Regions from separate parts of the Mus musculus genome. Here regions 2, 3, 4, 5 and 6 are each linked to region 1. Evidence: chromatin contacts called from public Hi-C, HiChIP or PLAC-seq, Micro-C and promoter capture Hi-C data. All regions are on one chromosome and are shown on one strand. Each heading gives the region's core, a stretch centred on a gene start, on an enhancer-like site or on the middle of the called end of the contact. The rest is flanking DNA. Distances are from core to core; before and after follow the strand shown.

Region 1 (4,663 bases), core at 1,522-4,021:
AACTTGATAAGAGTTAGGATCACCTAGGCAACGTGTTTTTAGGTGTGTCCGAAAGGGTCTTTCTGGAAAGACTTAGTGGAGGTGGGAAGACCCACTTTGAGTGTGGGAGGCACCATGGCTTCACCTGAGGCTCTGGACTAAATAAAAAAAGGAGAAAGAAAGCCGGCCGAGCACCAGTGTTCCTCTCTGTTTTCTGACTGTGTATAAGCAATTGTGACCAGTTCACATGCCTCTGCTATTGAGCTCTCTCCACCAAGGTAGACTGTATCCCCTCAAACTGCGAGCCTGAATGAACCCTTCCTTAAGTTGCTTCTGTTATAAAAAGCAAGGCAATCAATCCAGAGCATGGACACTTGTTGTATTTCCATGCCTGGCTTCGATCTTTCTTCTCTGTAAACCACAGGCTCCTTGCAAGGTATGCAGCTATCCTCCGGGAGTAGGATAACGTCTGTACATTACTGGGGCTCAGTGAATATTGCTGGATGAGCTAAACCAGGGAAACTCGTTAACACTGAAACCAGCCTGAGGAGGATGTGGCTCTGCAGAGGCTGGCTTTAGGCAGCTTGCTCATCTATGTGGCTTTAAGGAAGTCACTTTGGCCCTCGGTACTTTGAGGAAACCGAAGTAAAACTATCTATAAGATCTTTTCCAAACTGTAATGTTTAACCTGTTATCTATATAAGTCATGGGATTCATAAGTGCACGTGTAATAATCTGTGCGTAATAAATGTCAATTAAAGGGAAAGGTGAACGAGTGGCCTTGCTGGTGTTGTTTTGCTTTCTGTTCTGTGGTTTTGAGACAGGGTGCTGTTATGGAGGTCTGGCTTTTACAAGTGTGGGCCACCACATCTGATGCTTTGGAGGTTTAAGTTGGCAGAGGGGGGTGGGGGCATCCTCATTTACTCTGTGGCTATTTTACGTGTATAAATATTTTGCATGTATGCACGTGTGCGCATTGCATGACATACCTGGTGCATCAGAAGAGAGCATTTGATTCCCTGAACTGGAGTTACAGAAGGTAATGAGACACCATGTGAGGCCTGGCAACTGACCCCTGGTCCTCTTGAAAAGCAGTAAGTGCTCTTAACTGCCAAGCCAGCTGCTCCTGCTTTAATATCTGAGACAAGATCTCTCACAGAACTTGAGAGCTCTCACATGAACTCCCTGACCAGCAAACTCTCAGGGCTCTTTCCATCCTGGCCTGCAAGTGTTGGGGCTATAGTATAGGTGTGGCTACTGTGCCTGGGTTTTTTTTTCTTTTACTTGGTTTTCTGGGATCAAACTCAGGTCTTTATGTTTGCATGGTAAGCACTTTGCTGACTAAGCCATCTCTCCAACCCTGTCCCCCAACACACTTTTTGAAACAAGGTCTCCTGTGGCTCAGGCTGGCCTCTAGTTCAATATGTGGGTGAAGACAAATGTGAACTTTCTATTCTTTCCTCTCTACGAGTATACTTCACTACAGTCTATTTTGAATAGTGTTTTTTTTTTGTTTTGTTTTGTTTTGTTTTGTTTTGTTTTTTTCAAGACAGGGTTTCTCTGTATAGCCCTGGCTGTCCTGGAACTCACTTTGTAGACCAGGGTGGCCTCAAACTCAGAAATCCACCTGCCTCTGCCTCCCGAGTGCTGGGATTAAAGGTGTGTGCCACCTTGCCCGGCTGAATAGTGTGTTTTGATCTCCTAAACTCCGAGGACTGTCTCAAAGGCCACAGGACAACTCGGACTTTACCAAAACATTTTCACAATCTATGGGGGGACGGGGGACGGGACAGTTCTCCAACAATCCAGGAGACTCAAGGGTAACCTTCAATATACTCATTTAACAGATATGGAAATCCAGGCACATTCTTATGTTGTGTTCCCTCGGTGGGGTGCTCCACAGTGTAGTTTTCTTCAATGGTTATTAAAGTTGAGATCGCATCTCAACTCTGCAGCCTGAGTCCATAGTCAGCATCATGAGGATTAATAAACAAAAGTATTGGTGAGAGATGTGGCTCCATTGGTGGAGTGTTTGCCTAGCATGTATGAAGCCCTAAGTTCTACCCTGCATAAATCAGGCACAGGGTTGTGTATCTGTAATTCCAGCATTTGGTAGATGTAAGCAGGAGGATTATCAGTTTAGGGTCATCCTGGGCTACGTGGTGGGCTCCTGAAACTCTATCATAAAACAAAAACCTTTAAGTATGCAAATCAATAAATATGGACTGTTGCTGCGGCGGTATGAGGCCTAGTCTAGGAAGCCTACAACCCCTCACAGTGCTGCGCTTGAAGAACTGTCTGGGTGTAATTCCCTCTAACTTGCATTTTATGGGATTCTAGTGGTCACCAACCACTCGCTGTCTTTTTCTGCCCCACTGTCCTGCACTGGTTTAGACTTCCCTAGTTCCGCCTCCGGGAAGGGAGTGGCCTCACCAGGGGGCGTGGCCAACCCGAGAATTGGGCCTTCTTGCCTCCAGTCTGGAGCCGCCCAATCCGGAGGGGGGGGGGGTTGAAGGAGGTCGATCACGTGACCTGGGATTTTTTTTTTCCCCCCTCCCTTATGCCTATACCACTTCTGCTGTCCCTAGAGAGGATGTCTTGCTCCTTTTCTGGAAATAAACTACGTCGTGTGATCTTTGATGAGTTAGAAAAACGTGGAATTGTGCTTTTATTGTGGCTGAGGCATCTTTTGCTCCTGGAGTGGTGTTTTCGCTTCTAGCCTTCCCCCCCACACACTTGAGTATTTGGTCTCGTCCAGCCTGGCCCTGGGCGCGGCGGCGACGGCCGCGTCACTGGCGGGCGGGATCCCTCCGCTCTGGGGAGAGCTGCGCTGGACGGTTGAGTTGGGGTGACTGAGGAAATCCATCCGCGTCGCCGCCGCTGCCGCCTCCGCCGCGGAGGAAGACAGGACCTCCCGCGCTCCTCCAAGCGACCCCTTGGCAGAGTCCCACCACCTCAGGTACCTCCGCTGATAAAAGGAGTCCTCATCTCCCCCAGCCCCAAATTCCCACGGGTGTGTGTGTGGCAGGGGGAAGCCTCGGTTCCTTCCGTCTCCCGGGTTTGGCTCTTGGGAAACGGACGTAACTCCCAGACCTCCCCTCCCTTCCTCTGGCCCGGTCGTTTCCAAACCCGGAAGGGGAACTGGGGGGGGGGGGGGGACCCTCGGCTTCAATAATGCATGCGCTCCCTGCAATATCAGTGGCAATTATTTTAAAATCTAGACCCCCCTCATCCCAGCCCCGCCTGCCTCTTGATCCCTTAATAGTTGGGGGGCTAAATTCTGGGTTTCTTCTATGTCCTGTCCCGCCCCCTTTCCCCACCACCACCCTGCTGCCTGCCCCTGGGTAACAGCCCTCGTGCCCACTCGTTTCACACCCTTGCTTGCATTAGCCTTGCAGAACTCCAGAATCCTAGGAGATCCAGTTAAGGCCTCAAGGCCACCCTTGTCTTCGTCTCCACCCTACTGCCCCTTGATTCGGGCTCTGGCAGTGTTTTCTCAGTCCCGACCCCTAAGCTGGAGATCTCAGCACCTTATTCTTTTTACAAATCCTTACCCAGGTCTGGCACCTAGTCGCCTGTCCCCTTCGTCCAGCTTTCTTTTGGGCAAAATGGAGGTCCTACGAGCTGAAGGGCCTGGCCCACTGCACTTCGCAGCACGGCCAGCCCGCGCCGTCCAGCTGCCAGATCTGAGGACCCTCTCTTTCCTCCTCTCACACCTGCGGAGGCGGTGGCACCCTTTTTTTTGGAGGGGGGGCTATGGTTGCTTTATCCCTAGAATCGAGGAGCTGCTGAGGGAACGTTGGAGGGTAATGGGGATCTAAGGGCTGGGAGCATGGCCCCCGACCCAGTGTCTTCTTCCTGGCCTGTTTTCCTTCTGCCCCAGGCCTGTGTCATTGAGGCCAGGCCTGGGCTGCTGTCAGCTGGAAGGAAGGGGCTTTTGTTCACAGCTGGAGTGGGGTGGTAGCTATGTCGTTGCCCCCTCCCTCATTTTGGAGGGGCATCCTCTGGCACTGGCGCAGAAAGCTGAACTTACGGAGGGGAAATATCTTCGGGGAAGAGGAACGCCCAGTGTCTGGGGGAAGTGGGAGCTGGGTGGGGGACGCCTGGGTCGCCAGAGTGCAGTGTACACGGCCAGATCGCACAGGTGTCCCGGGAAGGCAGGACGTCGGAGGCTGGAGTGGTGCCAGCTAGGCCTCGGGGGCTGCTGAGCACAGAGCTGGGCTCTAGGGGTGCCTAGGGGCATCGGGCCGAGCCGCCTGGGGCCGCTCGCCGGCGCCTGGGAGAGAGCAGCTCCGCGCCCCGGGGCCAGGGGCCTCTCTTCGGAGCCCTAATTACTTCTGAGAGGCTCCCACGGGCTTTGTGCGGGCGCAGCGGGGCGGGCGACCTCGGCGCTGAAGGGAGCTGGCGGCTTGGGGGTTTGCCTTCCCCGCTACTCTCGCACTGACCAGCAGCTAATGGGGTGCAGCCGGCCCGGAATGGGGATTATCCCGGGTTGAGCCGTCCCGAACCTATTAGTGCTCAATCGGCTTTTCCCAAATCCTGTAAACAGCCACCCTGGCCGGTTCTGGGTAAGAGGCGGGAGTCTAGGTCGGGCGGGGGCGATGGGGGCCGGGGGTGGGGTCACCCACCCTACAGGTCTCTGCCGCGGATGCGGTTGCCTTGGCAACGAGGCTAGGGTGGGGGC
Region 2 (4,663 bases), core at 1,581-4,080, 1.8 Mb after region 1:
TGTAATATAAATATCTGTGTTTTCTGATGGTGTCAGAAGACCCCTGCGAAAAGATCATTTAACCCCTAAAGGTGTCAGGGTCCACAGGTTGCCAGCCACTGACTGAGAGCTTTGCATGTTAGGCAAGCCCGCCCTCTATCATTGAGCTTCGGGCTTAGCCTTTTGTTTTTTGAGATAAGGTTTCTTATAGACTGGCACGGCCTCAAACTCTGTAGCTGAAAGGATTTAAACCCACTCTTCTGCTCCCAGCTCTCCAGTGCTGAGACTATAGTGTATACCACTACTTGGTTTATCTGGTGCTGGGGATGGAGCCAGGGCTTCCTGCGTGCTGGTCAGGCACTCCACCAACTGAACCACACACCTAGCCCTGCTCTGGGTCTCTTCTAATCCATTTTGTACACCTTTAGAGTTTATTTTAGATTTACTTGTTTTATGTATATAGATGTCTTGCCTGCATCTCTGGTTATGTATCACCATACAGACATACAGATGTCAGAAAGGGGCATTGCATCACTTGGAACTGGAGTTACAGATGGTTGTGAGCCGCCGGTGTTTGCTGGGAACCAAACCTGGATCCTCTGGAAAAGCGGCCAGTGCTCTGAACCACTGGGCCATCTCTCTACCTTATTATGTACCTTTGGCCACCCTCAGCCCTGCCGCTTTCTTGCCTCTTATCTGAGTGCTGGGATTCCATGTGTTCCACTATGACTGGCCTTCTCAGGCCCTGGCCACTCAGCAGAGCAGAACCCCTTTTCCTTCTGGCTCCTCAGGCACCTCCATACCCGGAGGCGAGCTGCATCGAGCCTACTGCAGTCCTGGCGCAGCTGTGGCGCACTCTGAGGACCTTCACTCTGGAGGTTACCCATGTGAGGGGGTGGGAGGTGGGGAGGGGTGCTCAGCGATGCTTATGTTGCCAGTCCTGCTATGCTTTGTGTTGTGACTAGCTGTCACCGTGTCTATCCCAGGGTGCAGGTCCTCCCACCCAGCCTTAGGGATGCTCCAAACTTCAGAGGCCCTAAAACGGGGGTCTTTGCCACATTCCCAGAGCCAGAGCTCTGCCCACCCACCGCCTCTGAGTCCCTGTGTACAGACTCTGTCCCCAGCTCACTGTGAAGGAGATGCTCTGGCACTCCCACCACACACTCCCAGGTTTAGTTTTTCTTTTCTTTTCCTTTTCTCTTGAGACAGAGTCTTGTAGCTGAGGATGACCTTGAACTTCTGAATCTCCTGTCTCTTTCTTCCAATTGCTAGGAATACAGGCCTGTACAACCACACCAAGCTTGTGGTACTAGGAAGCAAACCCAAGCCTTCCTGCAAGTAGGCATTCGCCAACTAAGCCACATCCCCAAACCCCCCAAATTCCACAAAATCTTCCATGTTTTTGTTACACCATATTTAAAATTATGCACTGTGCCTTGCTTGCATGCACTTCTTTTTTTGCCTGCATATATGTCTATGCACCACATATGTGGGCCTGGTACCAGTGAAGGCCAGAGATGGGTATTGGATCGCCAGGGACTGGAGTGACAGATGGTTGTGAACTACTATGTAGACCTAGGCATTGAAGCCAGGTCCTCTGTAAGAGCAGCCAGTGCTCGTAAGCCGAGCTTCTCTCCAGCTTTATTCTAGATGTCTAGGCGTGCCATGGTACCTGTGTGGACGTCAGAGAACACGTTGCTGAAACCGATTCTCTATTTTCACAACGTGGGTCCTGGGATCAAACTGAAGTCACCAGACTTGGCCACAGGCACTCTTACCTGCTGCGCCCCCTCATGGGCCACAAGTCCCAAAAGCTCTTCCTCAGACTCAGAACAAGTCCGGGTGGAGGCGCTTACAAGGGGACTGATGAAGAATGTAGGGTGTGATGTGGGTGGTAGGTAGAGTGAGTGCGTGTCCTTGGCGAGGGTGACCAGGAACTTCTGATTCTTCCGTCTGCACCTTCCAAATGTTTGCATCACTGGCATGCGCCTCTGCATCTGATCCCCCCCGGCCCACCCCCCACCCCACCCCCATCCCCCCGCCAGGGTTTCTATGTGTAGCCTTGGCTGTCCTGGAACTCACTCTGTAGACCAGGCTGGCCTCGAACTCAGAGATCCACCTGCCTATGCCTTCCAAGTACTGGGATTAAAGGCGTGCGCTGCCTTTAACTACTGCCCCGCACTGCATCTGATGTTTTGTGTGGTGCTTGGGTGAATTGCCCTCTGAGCTTCCAGCATGCTGGGCAAGTTCTGTACCGAGTCTGTAACTTGAACCGCACTGGTAAGGCTTCGGAAGTGACACGGTAGGAAGTTTAGGAGAGGCAGCCTAAAAGTTAAGGACGGAGGAGAGCTTGGAGGACTCAGGGCCAGGAAAGGAGTATCTGTAAAAGCTGAGAGACGAAGGCTGTCCCTAGAGAGGCGCAGCTTCTCAAGGACAAAAGTGTATGAAGAGTATGAGGTGGCTCACGCTTCTAATCTCTGCACGCGGCGAGTCAGAGGCAGGGGTATTTCTTGGTTCCAGACCAGGCTGAGCTACATAGTGAGACACTATCTAAAAATTTCAAAGTGTTAGAAGCACGTGTCTCCTTGGTTTGTGAGTGGTCCGAGGAAGCAGACTTCTCGGGTAAAAATGCTGGCCGCCCAGCTCTGGTCTCAATTCGAGGAGACGCCCTGCGGGCCCATGTCCCCGCCCAGCTCTCGTCCCTGGCTCTGATTGGCTGCTCCTAGGGGCGGGGCTCACGCGCAGATTACGCCGGGCCTTTTCCCGTTGGCAGTCACGGCGGCGCGAGCCCGGAAGCGGACGGGGGCGGTGGCGGAGGCTTCTCCGGCCGGCCGGGGTTGCAGCTCCGTCCTCCCCACTCGCGGCTCTCCGCGGCCAGTGGCGTGGACAAAGACATGCAGTCCCCGCCCCCGGACCCGCTGGGCGACTGCCTGCGCAACTGGGAGGATCTGCAGCAGGACTTCCAAGGTATCCAGGTGAGCGTCCCTGCGGCCATCCAAGCCCCGAGCCACGTCTCTGTCTCGGGGACAAGGGTCAGGCAGTACTAGGTCACACATAAGGCAGCTCGGAGGGGTCAGGGGTCGAGACTCTCCCCTACTTTTCTTCTTAAATGTCTGATGGGAGCCCGGATTGCCCGCGCGTCCCCGGCGTGCCTGGGCGGGATCCCTCTGTGCCGGGATATCTCGACTTTGTGCAAAGGCCTTGAAAACTGATCAGGACTCTTCTGTTGCCCCTCCCCCTGCACTGCTACCCGATCTGGGACCCAGTCCCCTTCCTAAAGAGCAGTCACCCGAGGCAGAACCCAACGGGGCCCAGCCTTTTGGGTCAATTACCCTGCAAACTTGCAGCCGGACAACGCCTTCCCCGCCCTTGGCTAACTCTGCTGAACGCCGCAGGGAAGCAAGTTTAGGTAAAATTCGGGCCTGGTTGGGGAAATCTCAGCCATCTGAGACGGAGGGACAGCGCCCACCTAGGGACAAGAAGAGGCCCAGTACATGTGGCTCTTTCTTGTAGGGAGAGGTGGGCGGGGCAGACTGTACCAGGACCTCCTGGATTGGTAGAGCGACCACTGGAAAACCTCCCATCCCAGGATGGTGTTGTTTGTGGCCACTCTGTCTCCATACCAGAGAGAAGGAAACCAATGCTTCCTGGAAGGCTGTCACTGGGCAGAGGTGGCACATGCTAGAGTTTGAGGAGGATGCGGCAGCTTATTTTGGCATGAGAAACAGACCTAAATAGTGGAGCCTGGCCAATAGGAGACTAGGTTAGACCTTTGCCTCTATTGGACTGTTGCCTAGCCTCATGTGTCCAGGTTTCCCCAGAACGCTGGCACTAGAACTCTCCCTAGAGACCTACACAGCTCCATGTCTCCCAGTTTTGCCATCACCACGATGACCTCAGCCCCTGCCTTGATTTCCCCACACTGCCCCTTGCCCTTCGTTTAGGCTGCAACTTGCAAGGCTCACCCACCAGGGCAAAGTACTTGGGGAAGCTTTGGACCAAAGGTGCTTGCAGGAGGGGAGTGGATGGGAGGGACTGGCCTTAGGGCGGGAAGCCTGACGACCTTTAACCTGAGATGAAACGTCAGGAATGCCAGGGTAGAAGGCAGCATGGCTATCCCTGATTTCCATTCTTTCAGGCTGGGTAGGTAGGAGGATCTGAGAAAGGAAGGGGTGAGTTTAGGCAGCCCCTTTGAGAGCAGCAGTTCTCAGCCTGTGGGTCACCACCCCTTCAGGGAGATTGGATTACCTTTTCACAGGGATCACCTAAATAGCAGAATTACAGATAGGAAATAGCAATGAAAACAATTTTGTGGTTGGGTGGGTCAGCACAGCATGAGGACTGTATTAAAGGGTTGCAGTGTTAGGAAGGTCGAGAACCACTGGGCTAGAGTCCACTTAGAATTCAGACGCCCACCCGAGCTGGGGACAACTGACCTGTTGTTGAGGACATGTACCACGGAGGGTCTGAGATTACAGGAAGAAGCCTAGCTCCTGGCTTGCTTCAGGAGTGGAGCAGTCTCTGGGAGGTCCCTGGGCAAGCACAGAAAGTTCGACCTCTGAGAGAGCCAGTTCCCTGCCGGGGCAGCTCCCCAGTGAAGCCACCGCCTTCTCCTCATGCTAGGAAACACATCGCCTGTATCGCCTCAAGCTAGAGGAGCTGACCAAACTCCAGGCCAACTGTA
Region 3 (4,663 bases), core at 1,272-3,771, 1.6 Mb after region 1:
AATACCTCGATCAAAGGTGTGTGCCACCACCCACCTGAAAATACTTTGTGTGGTGCTAGAGGTTGATTTTTTTCTTTCCTTTCCCTTCCCTTCTCCCTCTTGCTCTGGTCCTTACTCGCTCTGGGCCCAGAGGTTGAATTTTTTTTTTTTTTTTTCATAGACAGGGTTTCTCTGTATAGCCCTGGCTGTTCTGGAACTCACTCTGTAGATCAGGCTGGCCTCGAACTCAGCCTGCCTCTGCCTCCCGAGTTCTGGGATTAAAGGTATGCGCCACCACCTGGCAGGGTTGATTTTTTAAAAACTTTTGTTTGTTTTGGTTTGTTTTGTTTTTTTGTTTTTTCGAGACAGGGTTTCTCTGTGTAGCCCTGGCTGTCCTGGAATTTGCTTTGTAGGCCAAGCTGGCCGTGAACTCATAGATCTGCCTACCTCTGCTTCCTTTGTGATGGAATTAAAGGCTTGTGTCACACACCTGGCTTCAAGATTTATTTTTATTTATGTGTTTGTTACATTTGTGTGCCCAATGAGGCTGGAAAAGGCTATCAGATTCTCCAGAGCTAGAATCACAGGCAGTTATAAGCCAGTAGACTGGGTGCTAGGGACCGAACTTGGGGCTCTCTGGGGGATCAGCCAGCAAGATTAACCACGGAGCCACTTCTTGAGCCTTTCATCTTTTCCCATTCATTCATTCATTCATTCATCTTTGAGATGCTGTCTGGGCTGGAATTACCAGCAATCTGGCTGCCTCTGCCTTCCTGATGCTGGGATTAAAGACCAATCCTGATTGTTGAGTGTAAAACAAATTAATAAAAAAGAAAGGAAAGGATATGAGTGGTCCTAAGGTACGGCTAAGGAGAGAGTTTATTACAGGTAAAAAAGGGGCAAGGTGGCAGCGCATGCCTTTAATCCCAGCACTTGGGAGGCAGAGGCAGGCAGATTTCTGGGTTCGAGGCCAACCTGGTCTACAGAGTGAGTTCCAGGACAGCCATGGCTACACAGAGAAACCCTGTCTCGGGGAAAAAAAAAAAAGATATAAAAGAGGCATAGCCAGACGCAGACACATCTGGAAGAGTCCAGAGTGGTCATGACCCTGAACCATGAAGAAAGGGGAACCAGCCAGGAAGCCAAAGGTACAAAAGGAGCAAAACAAGGGGTGGGTAAACAAAAAGTCTGGATTATATAGGGAAGAGCCCCTGGGCAAAGGGCAGCCCCTCCCCCTGTGCCCCAGCTGGCCTGGAGAACCTGGAGGCCAGGTTCACTTTGGTATGTTAAAAGTTAGTCAGCTGCTTGTTGTGGGTTCAAACAGTTGTCTCCTTTTTTTTTTTTTTTTTTTTTTTTTGAGCCGAGTGCTTTGTCTGCTTTGTGTATTGTTGTGTGCTAATGTACAAAGTCATTGGAACTGGGCCGGTGCTCAACGTGTTGAATGGATGAAGCAAAACTCTACAGTCAAGGCCATTGTGTTGGTGCATGCCTATAATTCCAGAACTTCGTCTAGAGTCACCTTAAGAAGTGTAAGACCCTACTTCAAACCAAACAACTCATAAAAACACAATGAAAATAAAATACGCAGTCAAAACTATAGCGGGTGTGCGTTCAGGCAGGCGTTGGTCCAGTTCACTGGAGAGGAAGAAGGGAGTCCCCCAGGGTCAGTCTGCAGGCAGCTACACCATTTAGGGAAAATAGGCAATATACCGGGCGGATATGTGTCATTCTATGATTTCATCCAGTTAAGTCCGATGTTAAAGTGCATCACTGGAGACTGCAACCATGGTGGGTGTGTGTTAGACAGTTGTCCAAGGGTTGCATCATTCACGCGGCCATCTCTAGGACAGGTTCACCTTTTCCATCTTTTCCATGGTGGTGGTTGGGCAGTTTGGATTTACGGTGTCTGTACTTCTTCTGCCTACTTTATATTCGTGTTTTTCCCCTACCCCTCCACCATGACCAGTTACTTCAGTTTCAGAGAGTCCAGATCTAAGGCCTTGACCTTTTCTTTCCTTCCAACTGCCCAGAGGCTATGGGGCGAGGCCGTGAATCAGCACTCGCTTAGGCTAGTGTAGACTGCTTCCCCGCCAGGGGTCCCCAGCGGCTGCGGGTTAGACCCTGCCCCCCATCCGGTCCGCCTCTGCCTGCGCGCAATGCCCACTGGGAGATGTAGTCTCCACCACCCCTTTGTCCTTGGTCTGCTCTGTAATTCAGCTTGCTGCAGGTCAAACTACAATTCCCAGGAGGTCACGCGCCAGAAGCTATGCAAAAAAAAAAAAAAAAAAAAAAAAAAGGGGGGGGGAGAGGCCCCCAGGGGGCAAGGAGAGGTGGGTTTGATGAAGCTGAGGATTTACGGTAAAGTGAAGAAAGGGGCACATTAGGGAGCAGTGTAGTACTGGGGATACACTGAGAAAATCGCAAAGAGCCACCGCGAATGTTCCAGTAGAAGAGAAGCCCAGTAAATGCAGGACCGGGCGGGACCGGGCGGGGCGCGCGCATGCGCGAGTAGGCGGTGACTTTTACGTCACCCGTGTGGGCGGGACCGCAGGGGGTTGTCCGCCCGCGGCACGCATTGGAGCCGCAGCCTCCTTGCGCCGGGTCCCGCGGTCGCAGCTCGTGCCGCCTCCTTCTCCTCCTCGTCTCAGTAGCTTGCTTCGTGGGTCGGTCCCTCCGACACACGAGCTCCAAGCCGCTCCTCTCTTTTCCTGAAGCCCTTCAAGGCGGTCTTCGGTTTCCTTCTTTCCAGCCGATCCTCTTCAGCCCTGTGAAGATGGTGGACCGCGAGCAACTGGTGCAGAAAGCCCGGCTGGCCGAGCAGGCGGAGCGCTACGACGATATGGCCGCGGCCATGAAGAACGTGAGTGTCTCCTCCCCTCCCCCCTGCCTCGCCCCAGCCTCTCCCGACACCGCGTTCCTCGGCGTGGAAGGCATGCTCCAGGGGCATGTTGTCTTGTCACGACTATAGGGTCACCTCTCCATCTCACTCCTTGGAGGGGTTGGGGACGGGGGCTCATGCACCCGAGTGGTGACGCGGCCTCTTTCCCAGCCTCTCCGAGTTCGGGGCTGGGGCGGGGTCTTGCGTGGCTGGTTTCTGCTGTGGGGTGGGGGTCTCTCTGTGACCCTGAATGTCCAGAGACCTGAGTTGGGGGCCGTGCGCATCCTTTGTGCCCCACTTCCCCTCCTCCCAGTTTAGGCGTGGGGGCGGGGGGACCGCATGGATGCGGTTCCTCTTTCTCTCCCTGGTGTCTGGGCGGCGCCTTCCCCATTCACTCAGCAGGTCTCCCAGTTTGCCGCCTCCCCACTCCATCACCCCCCCCCCCAATCTTTCCCACTGACACATCCTTTAAAGACGTTTCGGGAAGAAAAAAAATGTAGGACCCCCTCTCCTAAAAGAAAAAAGAAAAAAAAACCCAGCCTCAATGATGTAAAATCGAAACCACCTTTCTCACGTTTTTTTTTTTGTTTTTTTTTTTTTTAACAAAAGGCTTCCTTTTAACCATTCCCCAAAGCAAGTCTGTTAGGAAGGGAGGGATATGTGTGTTGCTGGCATTCCCATTCATGGCCCTCTATATAGCATCTTCATTTTTCATTTTATTTATTTTCCATTTCAAAGGGTTAACTATAATGCCTTTGAATGTTAACTGACTGAGATATGCAGTTTCTCTTTTAATTGCAGGCACGAGTCTGCAGAAATTCGTTTGAGTGTAAAAAAATATTCTGTCTGATCTGATACTGCAAACAAAGCGGTGGTGGGAGGCAGTATCAAGTCATTCCAGAAGATTCTGCATTTGTCATATTGCAGAGAGCCTAGACTGGGTGGAGGCTGGGAGGATTTATTTTAAAGGGGAAAAAGTCTTTTTAAAAGAATTTTTTTTTTTTTTGTTAAATGTATCCGAGGCTTTTTTTCTTCTGACCTAATGTATCCTCGTTCTGACGAGAAGGGAATACTGTCGCATTTTTGTCTGAGATGCAAAATCCTAACTAGTTGCACCATTTTGTCAGTTACTCTCAATTTATTAATGAATTGGGGACCAGTTTGCCAGCGGGGGTGGGGGGGAGGTGCTCAATATTCCAAAATTCAGTAGAAAAATTACTATTACAGTTTTCAAAAATTAATAATTGGGTTTTCCACTCTGTTAATATCTAACTTCCTATCTTATGTAACAAAGGTTGTTAAATACATCTCTGGTGTAAAGTGGGTGCTGGAGTGCCCCCTCCCTGTTAAACCTTACAAATGAAACCCGGAGAGAGAGAGAGAGAGAGACTATTTAATTTTAAATGATTTTTTTTCTTTGTTTTTTCAAAAGGCCAGGTGCTTATCCTTTCCTAATTAAATAAGCTACAGATGTTTTTTGTTTTACAAAAAATAATTGGTTTTAAAACCAGAAATACTATTGTATTAGTGTGTTGTTACAGTTGCCTTTTTTAAATAACAGTTAAACCATTAAAGGATACAAACTGGACTCTCAGTAGGTCACTAATGCTGGAAATGTCTTCAGTTTGTGATATCTAGACTCTAATTTTCCCCTATTTCTAGTTCCACAGGAGAGCGAGTGACCTCGCACCTATATCCATAGCAACCCAGTGATGTCACACACAATGACACAGAGGCTGCAATGCACCTAAGGGCTGGTAGGGAGTTTTCAGATGGCATTTGTCCAAGGTAATGCAGAAATGAGCT
Region 4 (4,663 bases), core at 880-3,379, 1.4 Mb after region 1:
ACCACAGAGGTCCATCCCAAGCCCCTCACTAGGGCAGTTCTTTCTTTCTATGTTTGAATCTGTGTGTGGCATGCACATGTGCCCTCCAAGGCCAGAAGAGGGCGCCAGTGACTTGGGTGTTGGGAGGCAAACTTAGGTCTTTGGTTTTTTTTTTCTGAGACAGGGTTTTTCTGTGTAGCCCTGGCTGTCCTGGAACTCACTCTGTAGACCAGGCTGGCCTCGAACTCAGAAATCCGCCTGCCTCTGCCTCCCGAGTGCTGGGATTAAAGGCCTGCGCCAGCACGCCCGAAGCAGTCAGTGTTCTTAAGTGTAGAGCCATCTCTCCAGCCTGGGCGGTGCTAGGCAGGTGCACTATCTCCAGACCACGCCTCCAGCTAGAGACTGGCTTCCTTCTTTTAGCAGCACATCTTCAAGGTGAATCCATATGGAACTCGCGTCAGAATTTCCTTCCTTTCTAAGGTTATATCTACTGCATGGATATCCGAGATTTTTAAAAATCTCTTATTAGTTTATGGTTTGCCTCTTTCTTTCCTGTCGAGACAGGCTTTTATTTAGTCTGGTTTGAAACTTGCTATGTAGATATCTTTGACCTCCCTCAAGCCAGCACCAACACTGCCCACTCTTCAGTTCACCAGTTGATATAATAAACACTTGGGTGTTTGGTCACTCTGAATGCTGCCATGATCCAGACATAGTGACATATGCTTGCAATCTTAGCTTATGGAGGGGGCGCCCTGGGGCCTCTAACTAAAGAAAATAACTAAAACAAAAAACTTGGCTCAGGCCCCTTTGATCTCTTTAAGTGTCTGTCGCCTCAGCCACCCACAGCTCCTATCTCAGGCCTCTACTCAAGCATTCCCCTGGCTATGCATCCCAGCAACTTGCTACAGCACTGCCAGGGCCATACAAATGCTCTGAAGTTATTTTTCATTCATTCATTCATTCATTCATCCATCCATTGCCCATTTTGATGGAAGGTGTTAGCCTGGTCAACAGAGAGCTAGAAGGGAAACATTTTAACATTCTTCCTGGCCTACCTGACTCCTGATCCTATTAGTATCTTGTAAGACAGATTTGTTTTTGTTTTTCAAGATGGGCTTTCCTGGAACTCCCTATGTAGATCAGGCTAGCCTGGGACTCACAGAGATCTGCCTGCCTCTGCATCCCAAGTGCTAAGTCTAATGGCATGCACCACCACTGCCCGGCTGTAAAGCTGATTCATACAGGTTTGTTTTCCCAAAAAAATTTCCCCCAAATCAAAGCCTGTTTTGGAGACAGGTTTCTCTGTAGTGTAGTCCTGGCTGTCCTGGAACTCACTCTGTAGACCAGGCTGGCCTCGAACTCGGAATTCCACCTGCCTCTTGTCTCCCGAGTGCTGGGATTAAAGGCATGCGCCACCACTGCCCGGCTGCCTGTGCTGTCTTAAGTCGCTCATTCCCTGTCTAATACAGGCGGCCTAGTGTTCAGCACTCCCTACCATTTCCATGCAGTCTCCCTTGTGCTCCGGAAGCTCACTCAAAACCAGACCCGTTCAGTCCAAGTTATTTACCACTGCCCCCCACCCCCACCCCTCACCCCCCAAAGTCACAGAGATGATGTGTGACAGCCGCTTCCCTACTGCCAAGGTAACTCCTAAAACCTGCTGGGCGGCTGAGGTCCGTTCTCCAGCCTCTCTGCCTTTCAAATGCAGAGATCTCGGCGTGCACCAGCATTTCCCCGCCCTTCCATTAATCAGCCGATGGCACTTGGTCCACCTTTTGGGTTTTGTGAATATTGAAGATATAAGCGCTCCAAACAACTCACCTACCGCGAGGCTTTGGTCCTTGGCTGTTTTACAGGCAAGCTGGGCCTTAGTTTCCCATTAAGATGAATAGATTTTCTGGCTATGACTCTTTTCCTAGTCCGTACCTGAAGGCAGATCTGCCAGGGCGGGTCCCTGTGGCGTTGTCTCTCGCAGATAAGACAGGTCCGGATGCCCTTACAGCCGCACTCCTGCAAAAGAGAAACTTCAGCCGCCGCCGCCATCGCGTCCTCCGATCAGTTAAGAGCGCAGGCGCGAGACGCAGGGGCCGCTGGGAGTTGTAGTCATCGCAGAAGCAGGAGGTGGGGCGTAAGGCTGGCGTTCTACTTCCTTCCGGTCGCAACGGACTCGCAAAGGGTTTGTTGTGCGCCACCTCCTGGGCTCCCCGGCAGCGGGCCTTAGCGACCGGACTTCGTGGAGGCGCGGGTTCGGTTGAGCCCTCGGCCACCCATGGCTCCTCTCACGCCGCAACTGCTCCTGCAACGTGGGCGACCCAAGACGGATAAGCTGGGGAAGATTCAGAGTTTGAAGTAAGAGCATGTGGGGTTGAAGCGGATCCGGGGCGTGGGGTTCTTCCCCGCCAGGGTGGTTTGATGGGCGGAATGCAAGGCTCAGACCCCTCCGTCTCCTCCTCCTGCCCGGGTTATTCTGTTATCCGGGATTCGAGCCCCAGTCGAATCTCGCGCCAAACGGAGATGTGGGAGATTGGCAGCCAACGCCCGGCGTCAGATAAACTTGGAGCGAACGCCCTTAGCCTTGCGCGGAGTGGAAAGACTGATGAGATACTAAGGGATGTTGAGGGATCCTGTGTAGCACGGAACGGGCTAGCAGGAACTAGTAAAAACAAGAAGGAACTTGGAAGTCTTGGGCTCTAAAGTCATTTTGTTTTGTTTGTTTGCTTGCCTGTTTGTTTTTGAGACAGGGTTTCTCTGTGTAGCCCTGGCTGTCCTGGAACTCACTCTGTAGACCAGGCTGGCTTCGAACTCAGAAATCCACCTGCCTCTGCCTCACAAGTGCTGGGATTAAAGGCGTGCGTGTGCCACCACTGCCCGGCAACAAAGTACTCTTTAAGGGAGGGAAGATGGGCCACAGAAATGATCTGCAGATAAAGGTGCCTGTCTGTCATCAAGCCTGAATTCAATCCCTTGGGCCCAGACAGTGGAGCAAAGCAGCTCCCTAAAACCATGACCCCCTTAATCACGCTTTGATTGTGCCCATTCCTATCCACACACCACACACAGATACATAGACACTCTGTAATACATAGAAAGGTAAGTTAGGAAGTGAGAAGGCTAGAACAGTTGGCATAGCTCAGTTGCTACATTGCTTACTAGACATGCACAGAGCCTGAGTATCCCTAGGGTTCCATCCCTATCAACACCTGAACAGCTCCCAAGGGGTGGCACATGCCTGTCATCTCAGCACGTGGGTAGGGGGAGGAGAGTTAAGTTCAAGGCTTTCCTGGACTACGCAATGAGTTGTGTAGGATGGGATCTCTTGAGTTTTGCGGCCAACCTAGTCTACATAGTTCAGGCTAGCCAAGTCTAAAGCAAGCTTCATGCTTGCACAAGAACTTTGTTGGTGGAAATCCCTCTGGGACAGATGGGGTAATTAATGGGAGGGTCTGGCCCGCTCCCTCAGCTCTCTTGCTCTCTGCCCTCACCCCAGTCTGTCGGGGCTGCAGCTGCTCTCAGAGCACTTGGATCCCAATCTCCTGGGGCGCCTGAAGAAGCTGAGGGAACTTGACCTCTCTAACAACTTGCTGGAGACGCTGCCTGCTAACCTGGGCCTGTCCCATCTGCGCATCCTTCGCTGTACCAACAACCAGCTCGGGGATGTCACTGCCTTGCACCAGTTCCCAGAACTTGAGGAGCTCAATCTGGAAGGCAACCCCTTCCTGACGGTGAGAGGGACCAGGACTCTGTGGGGCAGACTCAGGCTCCATTCCCCCCCCCGCCCCCCCCCCCCCCGTTTCCGTTTTGTTTTGAGACTGGGTCCGATGTAGCACAGGCTGGTTTCAAATTAACTGTGGGTCCGCAAATAGCCTTAAATTTCTGCTCCTCCTGCCTCTGACCTCCTGAGTTCTGACCATGTTCCACAAAGCCCAGTTATGCGGTGCTGGGGACCAAACTCTGGGCTTTGTGCTTGCTAAGCAGGCAGTCTGCCCCCTGAGCTACATACCCACTCCGTTTGGGTTTTTGTTGTTTTGCTTGTTTGAGGCAAAGAGTCTTGCTCTGTAACCCAGACCAACATCAAACTTGAAACGTCCCTACCGTACTCTCCCAAACGTTGAGATTCCAGGCATGCGTCCTTACTCCTTCCTGGCTTTCTGTTATCTCTTCTTCCGTTAGGTCAGTGACAACCTCAAAGTCTCCTTTCTCCTGCCCAAGCTTCGTAAGGTGAATGGCAAGGACACGGCCTCCACCTGCTCACAGGTGGAGAATCTAGATCGGGAGCTGATGGACAGGGTAAGGATGATGGCGTGGGGGTGGGGTCCTTGGTCATAGCAATTGGGTACTGAGTGGGACAGAAGTGGAGTTTTGGAGCTGTGTAACAGAGATTCTTGCCCAGACAGCCTCAGGTCTGAGGTGGTGAGTCTGTTTTTTTTGTTCCTTTCTTTCTGTGTTTGGAGACCCTGTCTCCAAGGTATGCAGCAAGCACAGCAGGACACCAGCGAAGCTAGACTCACAGTGAGCTGGTTTTTGGCACATGCTCTTTCTTGCTTATATAGCCCAGGTGGCCTAGGACTCTTCTGCCTCAGCCCCCCAAGTGTTGGTATCACCACCATGTTCAGTTGAACCAGACTGATTTCAAGTCTAGCTACTAGATATTGAGTAGTTTCTAGAAGGTGGTATAGTCAGT
Region 5 (4,663 bases), core at 1,548-4,047, 1.3 Mb after region 1:
GGGGAGGAGGAAGGGGAGGAGAAGGGGGAGGGGAGGAGGAGGAGGAAGGGATCAGGAGGAGGAGGGGATCAGGAGGAGGGGAGGGGAGGAGAAGGAGGAGGAGGAGAGGGGAGGGGAGGAGGAGGAGGAGAGGGGAGGGGAGGAGGAGGAGGAGGAAGAGGAGGAGGAGGGGGGGGAGAGGGAACCTAACAGCAGTGAAAGCCACCAAATGCACACCCCACACAGAACAAGTGCAATCATGGCTGTCTGCAGAAATCAGGTATTAGAAAGGGTTGTTATGGGGTTGCAGCTTCTAGAAAGTGATTTGGCATAGGATTTAAGTAAACACGCTTTTACTTAGGACAAGATGTTATTAGGAATCAATTCGCTGATTATATATTTAAATAATAATGTTATTATGTACAGTACAGGGATCGGAAGCCGGGACCCGTACATGCTGGAACCGGTACCTGTACATGCTGGGCAAATATGGCCATCGTCAGTGACCTCACTGGTGGACTCTGGGCACGTCTCTACCACGGAGCAGAGCAAGCCCTCAGTTCCTTTTGTCCTGGCTGTGTTTTGAGATAGAACATTACTATGTAGTCCTGGCTGCCCTAAACTTGATATGCAGACCAGGCTGGCCTTGAACTCATAGAGTTCTGCCACCCAAGCACTGGAATTAAAGGTTCCTAGCATCATGACTGGTGCCCTTAATTTTTTTTTTTCAGACAAGGTCTTGTGATATAGCCCCAGCTTGTTTTGAAATCTCTGTCCCTCTGCCTCCTAAATACTAAGATCACATGTATGTGCTACTGCACTCCTCTGGATAGTTTTCTTTCTATCTTTCTTTCTTTTCTTTCTTTCTTTCTTTCTTTCTTTCTTTCTTTCTTTTCTTCTTCTTTCTTCTTCTCCTTCTCCTTCTCCTTCTCCTTCTTCTACAGGCTTGTGCCTTTAGGCCATCTCCCATAGCCTGAGTCAGGCATACCTGCCAGCAGCTCTCTCTGGGGTAGAGTTCAGAATCAGTCAGTGGTGTGATCTAGCAGCTCTCTGTTTATGGCATCTTGCCCTTCTGTGTTTTGTGTCATATTCACTGTGCTGAACTAAACCATATGGTGAGAAACTTTGTGCTGCCCCTAAAGAGTTACCAAAAAAGCCCCTTCCTATGTTCTGGGAATTTGGTCACTCCTGGGTGTGGGGGGGGGGATTGCTGCAAGATTATCCTGGATTTCTGAAGAGGCTCCTCTGTACCCCACACACTACCTCTTCTGACTTCTCTCCTTTCTCTTCTTCACAGTTTTGTTTTTTTCTTTTTTCTTTTTTTCCAGACAGTGTTTCTCTGTGTAGCCCTGGCTGTCCTGGAACTCACTCTGTAGACCAGGCTGGCCTCAAACTCAGAAATCTGCCTGCCTCTGCCTCCGGAGTGCTGGGAGTAAAGGCGTGTGCCACCACTGCCCGGCCTTCCTTCCAGTTTTAATGAAGCTCCTCTCCAGGTTCCAAAGGGAAGCCTCTTGCTCCCTTTAAGGCCCCACCACGTTCAGAGATCCATATACTGTACTGTCTATTGTTCTCCCTCCATCTCCAGCAACAGTCAGCTTTGAGGCCCTTTCATTCTAATAAGCTTCTTCTAATAAAGGACTTGTTTCAGTTTCCTTGCCTACAAGATGTTACTGTTACCATCTTGGGTTTTTGTTGTTGCTTGTTTTGTTGTTGCTTGTTTTTTTGTTGTTTGTTTTTTGAGACTGGCTTTCTCTGTGTAGTTCTGGCTGTCCTGGAACTCTCTCTCTACAGACCAGGATGGCCTTGAACTCAGGGATCCATCTGCCTGTAACTCCCTGGGTGCTGAGATTACAGGCCTGCACCACCACTGCTGGCTCTTAACATCTTTTACTATAGGGAGCTACTTCAGTGCCTCACGCATGGTCAACAAAACACTCCACCACCAGAAGGCCGCAGTTCCATCATTCTCCATTACTTTCACCTTCAAGTGAAAGACTTGAAGTTAATTCCTCGTCAGGTAGATTGGAATGGCAACTTCCTTTATTCTAAAACAGACTCACATACTCAGGCTCGACTGGTGGCGCTGTACTTTCAGCGTGGCCAAGGAGATCGGGTCTGTCTTAAGAGTTCAGTTACAAAGGAGATTATAAGATTATTATAGGAATCGGGGTGTGAGAGGCTGGCGGATCTCCGAGAGTTCGAAGACAGCCTGGTCTACAAACCAAGTTCCAGGACAGAGATATACAGAGAAACTCTGTGTTGAAAAACAAGACAAACAAACAAAAAAACAAAAAAAAAAAAAAAAAAAAAAAAAAAAAGGAAAGGAAAGGAAGGAAGGAAAAGAGGGAGGGAAGGAGACGATATGGAGAGGGCGGAGAAGGGGAGAGAAGAGGAGGAGGAGGAAGAGAGAGTGGGGTAGGGAGAAAGTAGAATAGATAAAAAAGAAACGGAAAAAAAAGACAAAGCCCAGGAGCGAGCGAAACTGGGAGGGACGTGCCAAGAGTCCCAGAGCAAGCTGTGCGAAGTCCTTGGGGACCTGAGACGTCGCCTGGGGCCAGCCCACTCATCATCACTAAAGGCCGTCTCTTCCTCTCCGGATGTGAGAATCAGGCAGCCCTGATTTGTTTTGAAACAGGAAATGAAATTAAAGTGCTATGATCAAAATAAACCACACTGACCTCGCGTTCATGAATATTCAAGCAAGCTGCTTAGGACTGCCTCGTACCTCCGAGGAGAGAGTGCGCATGCGCCTCAGGAGAGCGCCCCTCCCCCCGGGGGTTTGAGAGTGCGCGTGCGCGGTTGGCGCGCTCTTCTGTCGTCATCAATACGAGCGGCCGCCGGCAGCTTTCGTAAAGGAGTAGGAGAGCGGCTATGGCGAGTCCTGCTGCCGCTTCTGTGAGACCGCCCAGGCCCAAGAAAGAGCCGCAGACGCTGGTCATCCCCAAGAATGCGGCCGAGGAGCAGAAGCTCAAGCTGGAGCGGCTCATGAAGAACCCGGTGAGTGGAAGTGGGCCGAGGCGCAGTCCCTTCACCCCGCCGCCAGACCGAGCAAGGCTACATTCAGTCCCCCTAGAGCAACCCTGGGGCGGAGAGGGCGGCCCCGTGGAGGGAGCCTCGCTCCTGTTCTTGTCCTACAGCGTAGCTGCACGAAGGCGCTGCCCAGCCCTCCACACCCTCCTTTTTCTTAGTTTGCTGTTTGCGGTATCATGGCGTTGCTCGTGCTGTCCACGTTCCGTACCGAATCGGCTTTGTAAGATAGGCAGACCTCGCATCCGGGCTCCTCGCATCCCGGCTCCTCTTACCTTATCTTCCCTACGAGCTGGGATGACAGCCCTGCGCTACTATTCAGTATTGCTTCACAGCCCTTTCTATTTTAATATATGAACCAAAGCGGTGGGAGCTGGGTATGGTGGTGCACACCTGCTATCCCAGCACTCTGGTGGCTGACCCCAGAAGTTTGCTACAAATTCGAGGCGAGCGTGGTCTACGTAGTGAGTTTCAGATCAGCTAGACAGTGAGACCTATCTCAGAAACCAACAAAACCCAGAATCGATGTCTTAGCAAAAGTGTACAACTCCAAATAGCAGCCATTATTAAAGAAGCATTGGACGCCAAATTTGGACCACATCACTCTTTACCTCTTCAATGGGCCTCGTAAAACAGACAGCTCATATCTTTGACTAGAAGAGGTTGGCTCGTCTCTTAGTGACGTAGATTCCAGACTTGTTTAGCGCAGGAGAACTTTGGCCCACGTTAGACCCCATGGTGTAGTGGATGAAGTAAGGCCAGGGCAGCAGAACTACACTCAGTCAGCTCCAGATTTGAGAAGCGTGCTCAGTTGAGATCGTCAAACGGGATGTACCTTCCTCAGCAAGTGTATGTTCATAGATGCTTTTCTGTTTAACTGTTCCAGGACAAAGCAGTTCCAATTCCAGAGAAAATGAATGAATGGGCTCCTCGAGCGCCTCCAGAATTTGTCCGAGATGTCATGGGTAATGTCTCTTATGGGTGTCAGGGGTTTATAGTTTTTGTTTTGTTTTTTTTTTAAAGATTTATTTATTATATGTAAGTACACTGTCGCTGTCTTCAGACACTCCAGAAGAGAGAGTCAGATCTTGTTAAGGATGGTTGTGAGCCACCATGTGGTTGCTGGGATTTGAACTCCGGACCTTTGGAAAAGCAGTCGGGTGCTCTTACCCACTGAGCTATCTCACCAGCCCCGGGTTTATAGTTTTTAAGGGGAAATATGAAACACTATTTTCTTTTCTTGTCAACTAGATCTTTGATAGGAAAATTAGTCTGGGGCTGGAGAGGTGGCTAAGTGGTTAGGAACACTGCTCTTCCATAGGTCCTGAGTTCAATTCCCAGCAACCACATAGTGGCTCACAACCATCTGTAAAGCGATCAGGTGCCCTCTATTATATATATGGAAAACTATTTTGTCTTTACAGGAGACAGCACTCCTTGCTATTTTATGGTTTGACAGTAGATAATGGTTTCCCAGTTATGCTTTTGGTTTTGTTTTGTTTCTTGTGGTTAAACCATTTTATTCAGAGGCTTTAAAAGCTGCTAAAGTGTCACATGATCAGACAAACGGACTGGGCAGGGAAGAGCTCCAGGCCCCCTCTTCAATACGATGTTTTGTTTTTGAGGTAGGGTCTCACTGTGTGGACCAGGCTGTGCT
Region 6 (4,663 bases), core at 734-3,233, 1.1 Mb before region 1:
ACTTTCAGCTCCTTTAGCACCAAGTCCGCCTGCATGCTTCCATGCTTTCCACCATGATGATAATGGACCTGTGAAACTGTAAGCCAGCCCTAAGTGTTAGGCAGGCACAAAAGCACTTGGTTGGTGCTCAACTCCCAGCATTAATGAAGAAATGAAAGGTCACAGACCAGTGTGAACCCTGAAAAGGCTTTGAATGCTCCCCCAGTAGCCACTTGAATCCCACCAGGGACTGGTTATTCCAAACAACAGACCTCCTGTAGCTTCAGCACAGAATAAATATTATCAAAACAATGGAACAACAGAGTTTCTTTTAGATGACAGTATACCAGGACTTTCCTTCTGGCAGCAGGGCATCTGGGTGCTCCCCTGAGAGACTGCACCCCCACACCTCAAAAATCCTCTTAGATGAGGAGAGGACCCAGTGCCCTAGAATAAGATCAGTAAGATCAGCTATCATTACACGACACTAGCATGCAGTTTGTAATTCAAATACTGTGATAAAATATCCAAGGGTTCCAATGCTACAAAAGTCATCTATCGATGGATGTACATGGATCAAAGGATGGTATTGTTAAGAGCAACACAGACATATCAGTATAACAGATAAAAATAGAATTACTAGTTAATTAGAAATTAATTACTATGTAGTAGAAAACACACACACACACAACGAGCAGCACTGGACCTCTTGGCAGCCTTATAGGGCCTTGGCACTTCCATCACACTCTTCCACAGTTCACCCCACATTTCAGGTCTACTCAGTATTGCTAAATACTCCAAGAGACCCGAGACGGGACGATTATAAGCATTTCGGTTCAGGCACTTCAGAAACCTACTACCTGGAAAAGACATGGAGGTGGGGATGAGGACATCTCACAGTTCCTATGGGGGAAGTAGACAAAGGTATTCTCATAAATTGTCCTAGCCTAGAGTGGGGGGGGGGGGGTAGGACAGAAGACACAGTCTTTTTAAAACAAGGACTCAGGGGTTTCTTCTCTACTTTACTCTCTTCACACACAAACATCCTCAGGACTAGAGAGACAGCTCAGCAGTTAAGAGCAATTGCTGCTCTTCCAGGGGACCCGGGGCTTGGTTCCCAGCATCCACATGGGGAAACTCACAGCCTGCTGTAACTTCACTTCAGGGGAATCAATCACACGCCATTTTCTGGCACTGCCCTCATTTGGTGCACTCAGACACACACAGACACACACAGACACACACAAACACACTTAAAAATCAATTTTTCTCGTACCTGGAGGAAAACAAAACTTTTTTTTTTTGAAAAAAATATTGGTTTGAGATTACCATAAGGAAAATATATCATTTGGAATAAATGGGAGGCTTTCAAAAGTGCAGCTGCTCTGCAGAGTACCTGTAGTAAGCCCAGGACCATACAAAATGGGTGAAAGGGGAAATTTTCGTGTTGGGAGTGTGGGCGAGGATGTGGAAGAACAGGTAGTAGACTGCAGTGGAGCTGGCTTAGGTTCTGGGTTTGCGACCCTGTTTCCCATTCATTTGTGAAGTTCGGGCTAGGTGGGCCACGGAGAGAACGAAGGGACTGGGGATTCTAGAAAACATAGTTCCTTTAGTGAATGACCGTCACATTCAGAGACTCTCCCCTGATGATCCACCAAGTCCTCGCCACGCATGATCCGGAGCAAACAGGCAGCCAGAGCAGAGCTGCTCAGAAAAGGCGCCAGAACCCTCAGGTAGAAGGACAGGACGCCCAGGCTCCAGCAACCCCGCAGCCCAGGGGATCCAGATCAGCTGCCCAGGAGGCCTCACCGCAGACCCTGCTCTGCCACAGCGCTTCCCGCACTGTCACCTCCGGGCGCCACACGTACACTCACCATGTCCACTTCTGGGAGCCGCTGGCGTCTTCTCACCATCGCCCAGCACTTACAGCGTCACCGCGCCACCGAAGCTGAGCAACAGCTTCCCTAGCAGCATACAGTGATTCCAATATGGAGGGTCCCAGACAAAGGCTGGTTGACAGCCAAAGCCCGCCCCTACCCTCCGTTTGTGTGTCTGATTGGGCACGTCTTGAGGCTAGGGCCTCTGATTGGACAGAGCTTCAGGTTCTCTGTCCTCTGAAAGACAGTAGTTGGCTCCAGCTCACAGCTGAAGGAGCTCAGGTTAACAGGTTCTTAGCTGCAGCTGTTGGGGACTCTGGCTCCTGTCACGTCTCCAAGTTTGGACTTCTATAGGAGGCCTGACCCTCGGTCTTCTCCAGCTATGGGGTAGCCACGAGTCCTGTCGCGTATATGCACAAAGACTTCAGCCTCTGTTAAAACCTTATGCCTTCAGGTCCATACGCGTTGCTTTTAGCCTGCTAAAGTCCTCTCTGGACCACAGCTCACATTTGCTTTTAATTCTATACATAAAGTCATATGTGATTATGAGTTAAGTATGTGTACATGTGTTTAGTCGAATAAACAAATGGGAAGATGTCCGTTTTCAAAATCATCTCAAAATTTCTGAAATCTGCTCTCATTAGCTTTGCCTTCAAAATGGAAAGAGACTTGTAAAAGTTTTCTTATATTCAGATTAAAAATTGCAGGCAAAGTCAACCTTGGTGGCGCGTGCCTGTATGTACTCCTTAGCACTTGAAAGACAGAGTCAGGGAAATCGCAATCTCAAGTTCAGCTTGGCTACAGGATGAGTTTTATGGCACCTTGGGACGCATATCTAAACCCTGACTTGAAATAAATGAATACACGTGATGTTGATTGCAATGACCCATTGCACCTAAAATATCTTTATAATCTGACCAGTGAAAACTTGATGACTTTTATGTGCTATTGGGACAAGATCTTCAAACGTATTTAGATTCTAGCTTGCCTCCACTCAGAACAGCTACAAAATCCTTTTGAGAGCTATGACTTTCCTGGTCTCAGGAAGTAGAAGGGACTGCTCTATACATATTTTTGTAAGCTCAGCAACATCTAATAAGAGGAGATGGAGATCAGTGTCTATTCGGCACCTTTTGTTAGTCAAGTGACTTGTAAGCAGTATCAAGTCCTCGTAACCTGCTTTTCTCTGTAGTCCAGGGAATGATCTGGGGTTTTGAATAAATGTGTTTACTGAGTATATAGCAAGGAAAAAAAGTAAAAGGATAAATTGCATGTCGTTGATTGACAGAACCAGCAGAGTTTACAATACTCAGTAAGGACAGCTGGAGGAACCTGACTAAGAGAGCTAACAGGCTGGAGAAATGGCTTAAGAACGTTTAAAGTTCTGTCCTGAGGACCAGAGTTCAAATCCAGCACTCATATCAGGTGACTCAAAACCATCTGTAACTTCAGTTCCAAGGGATCGTATGCTCTCTTCTGGCCTTCGGGGCACCTTCATGTACATGTCTGCATACACTTACACAAACACATATATGTACACACACACACACACACACACACACACACACACACAGAGGCACCAAAGTGACAAAATGAGAAATTGGTAGTGTTTACAGTCATGCAGCAGGAGTTGATCAGGGGCCATCAAGGCAGTCACCTGGGGTTCCTGATTATAATCTTTTCCACCATGAATCTTTTCCTGGCTTCTCCTTCCTAATGCAGGGATTTTTACCACAGTATGAACAATAGTAATGTTTGTTGAAAGTGGTTTATCTTTTAGCGGTTGCTATTGATGCACTGTGCTCAATAGTCTAGCATGCTTGTGTTTTGTTTTGCTTTGTTTTGTCTTTTTTGCTCTCCTTGTTACAGAGCTGGCAAGTCAGCCTGACTCAGGACAGGGAGTTTGGGGAGGAGAACAGGGAGGAGGGCCTTCTTGCTGCCCGAGTCTGCTTTTAAAACACTTGAAATAGCACATGACCGTTTGCTTATGTAATTTGTATTACAGTCACATAAGGTTGGATAACACGCCCTTCATTGTTCGGTAAACCAGCAGTGATTTTCTCTAAAGAAAATACCAGGCAAGACAATACTGATGTCATGACAATACTCAAGGCTCACCAATAGTTGCCTCTAGACCTATAAGCAGACTCAAGGCAAAGCAGGCCCCTAGAGGGGAGGTAGAAAGTATAGTCCTCGAGGAAGTATGCTACACTACAAAGGAGCTTTGTGAGTTTGCTAAGTCATTCAAACAGAAGTCTGTTTTATTTCTGTGAAGAGATACCAAGTCCAGGCTCTTTCTCCTCCTTTCCACGTGTGGATCAGGATGTAGCTCTCAGCTACCACTTCAGCACCAGGTACTTCACCATGCTCCCCACAACTGTGATAACAATAATAACAGACTAACCTCTGAAACTGTCAGCAGCCCCTCCTATCCCCCCTCCCAGTTAAATGCTTTCTTTTATAAGAATTGTCTTGGTCATGGTGTGCACCTTTGTTGTTCAAAATCAAGTGACCGGCCCCGAAATTATAAACATAGAGGAAATGGTAAAAATAACTCATCAGGTTAATATAGAAAAGACCATGAATTTGAGATGGAGAGAGGGAGGGGATATGAAAGGGTTTGGAGGAAGAAGACATGGTAAGAGTTGGAGAGAGGAAAGGAAAGAAAGAAATGATGTAAATATATTTAAAAGAATTTAAAAGAAAAACCCCATATACACCAGTATCACTCAAAGGAAAAAAAAAACTTAATTATTTTCATCACAAAAGGTCACACACTTAAGACAGTATATAATTTTTGCCTTGAA

Evidence for each region. Promoter capture Hi-C pulls out the DNA fragments that hold promoters and counts their contacts. Hi-C and Micro-C count contacts between places; a contact is called where the count stands out from the background. HiChIP or PLAC-seq counts read pairs in DNA pulled down with a chosen protein or histone mark.
Region 2: a contact with region 1 is called in a promoter capture Hi-C map of pre-B cells, with 2.7 times the contacts expected there. The contact joins the promoter of Tmem120a here to the promoter of Gnb2 in region 1. A contact is called at or near these places in 2 of 39 promoter capture datasets (liver and pre-B cells) and 1 of 484 Hi-C or Micro-C datasets (B cells).
Region 3: an HNF4G HiChIP or PLAC-seq map of pancreatic cancer cells shows a contact between it and region 1. The contact joins the promoter of Ywhag here to the promoter of Gnb2 in region 1. A contact is called at or near these places in 1 of 39 promoter capture datasets (pre-B cells) and 1 of 115 datasets of contacts at active chromatin or transcription factors (pancreatic cancer cells).
Region 4: a contact with region 1 is called in a promoter capture Hi-C map of liver, with 5 times the contacts expected there. The contact joins the promoter of Lrwd1 here to the promoter of Gnb2 in region 1. A contact is called at or near these places in 2 of 39 promoter capture datasets (erythroid cells and liver).
Region 5: a Hi-C map of CD4 T cells shows a contact between it and region 1, with 7 times the contacts expected there. The contact joins the promoter of Prkrip1 here to the promoter of Gnb2 in region 1. A contact is called at or near these places in 1 of 484 Hi-C or Micro-C datasets (CD4 T cells) and 1 of 115 datasets of contacts at active chromatin or transcription factors (pancreatic cancer cells).
Region 6: a Micro-C map of embryonic stem cells shows a contact between it and region 1, with 6 times the contacts expected there. The contact joins the promoter of A430033K04Rik here to the promoter of Gnb2 in region 1. A contact is called at or near these places in 1 of 39 promoter capture datasets (pre-B cells) and 1 of 484 Hi-C or Micro-C datasets (embryonic stem cells).

The regions. Positions count from the first base shown.
Region 1 is chr5:137,531,414-137,536,076 of GRCm38.p6, reverse strand. It overlaps Gnb2 (guanine nucleotide binding protein (G protein), beta 2), which reads left to right and starts at 2,771. Exons shown (of 10, transcript NM_010312.5): 1 at 2,771-2,938.
Region 2 is chr5:135,742,339-135,747,001 of GRCm38.p6, reverse strand. It overlaps Tmem120a (transmembrane protein 120A), which reads left to right and starts at 2,830. Exons shown (of 12, transcript NM_172541.2): 1 at 2,830-2,954; 2 at 4,603-4,663. The coding sequence starts at 2,874.
Region 3 is chr5:135,932,499-135,937,161 of GRCm38.p6, reverse strand. It overlaps Ywhag (tyrosine 3-monooxygenase/tryptophan 5-monooxygenase activation protein, gamma polypeptide), which reads left to right and starts at 2,521. Exons shown (of 2, transcript NM_018871.3): 1 at 2,521-2,839. The coding sequence starts at 2,753. It overlaps Gm40346 (a long non-coding RNA gene), which reads left to right and starts at 2,846. Exons shown (of 2, transcript XR_868594.2): 1 at 2,846-4,645.
Region 4 is chr5:136,133,540-136,138,202 of GRCm38.p6, reverse strand. It overlaps Lrwd1 (leucine-rich repeats and WD repeat domain containing 1), which reads left to right and starts at 2,129. Exons shown (of 15, transcript NM_027891.4): 1 at 2,129-2,331; 2 at 3,470-3,704; 3 at 4,153-4,269. The coding sequence starts at 2,252. It overlaps Alkbh4 (alkB homolog 4, lysine demethylase), which reads right to left and starts at 2,058. Exons shown (of 3, transcript NM_001347492.1): 1 at 1,909-2,058. The coding sequence starts at 2,025.
Region 5 is chr5:136,197,088-136,201,750 of GRCm38.p6, reverse strand. It overlaps Prkrip1 (Prkr interacting protein 1 (IL11 inducible)), which reads left to right and starts at 2,797. Exons shown (of 6, transcript NM_025774.3): 1 at 2,797-2,976; 2 at 3,893-3,971. The coding sequence starts at 2,851.
Region 6 is chr5:138,620,179-138,624,841 of GRCm38.p6, reverse strand. It overlaps A430033K04Rik (RIKEN cDNA A430033K04 gene), which reads right to left and starts at 1,983. Exons shown (of 4, transcript NM_183025.2): 1 at 1,854-1,983. The coding sequence starts at 1,892.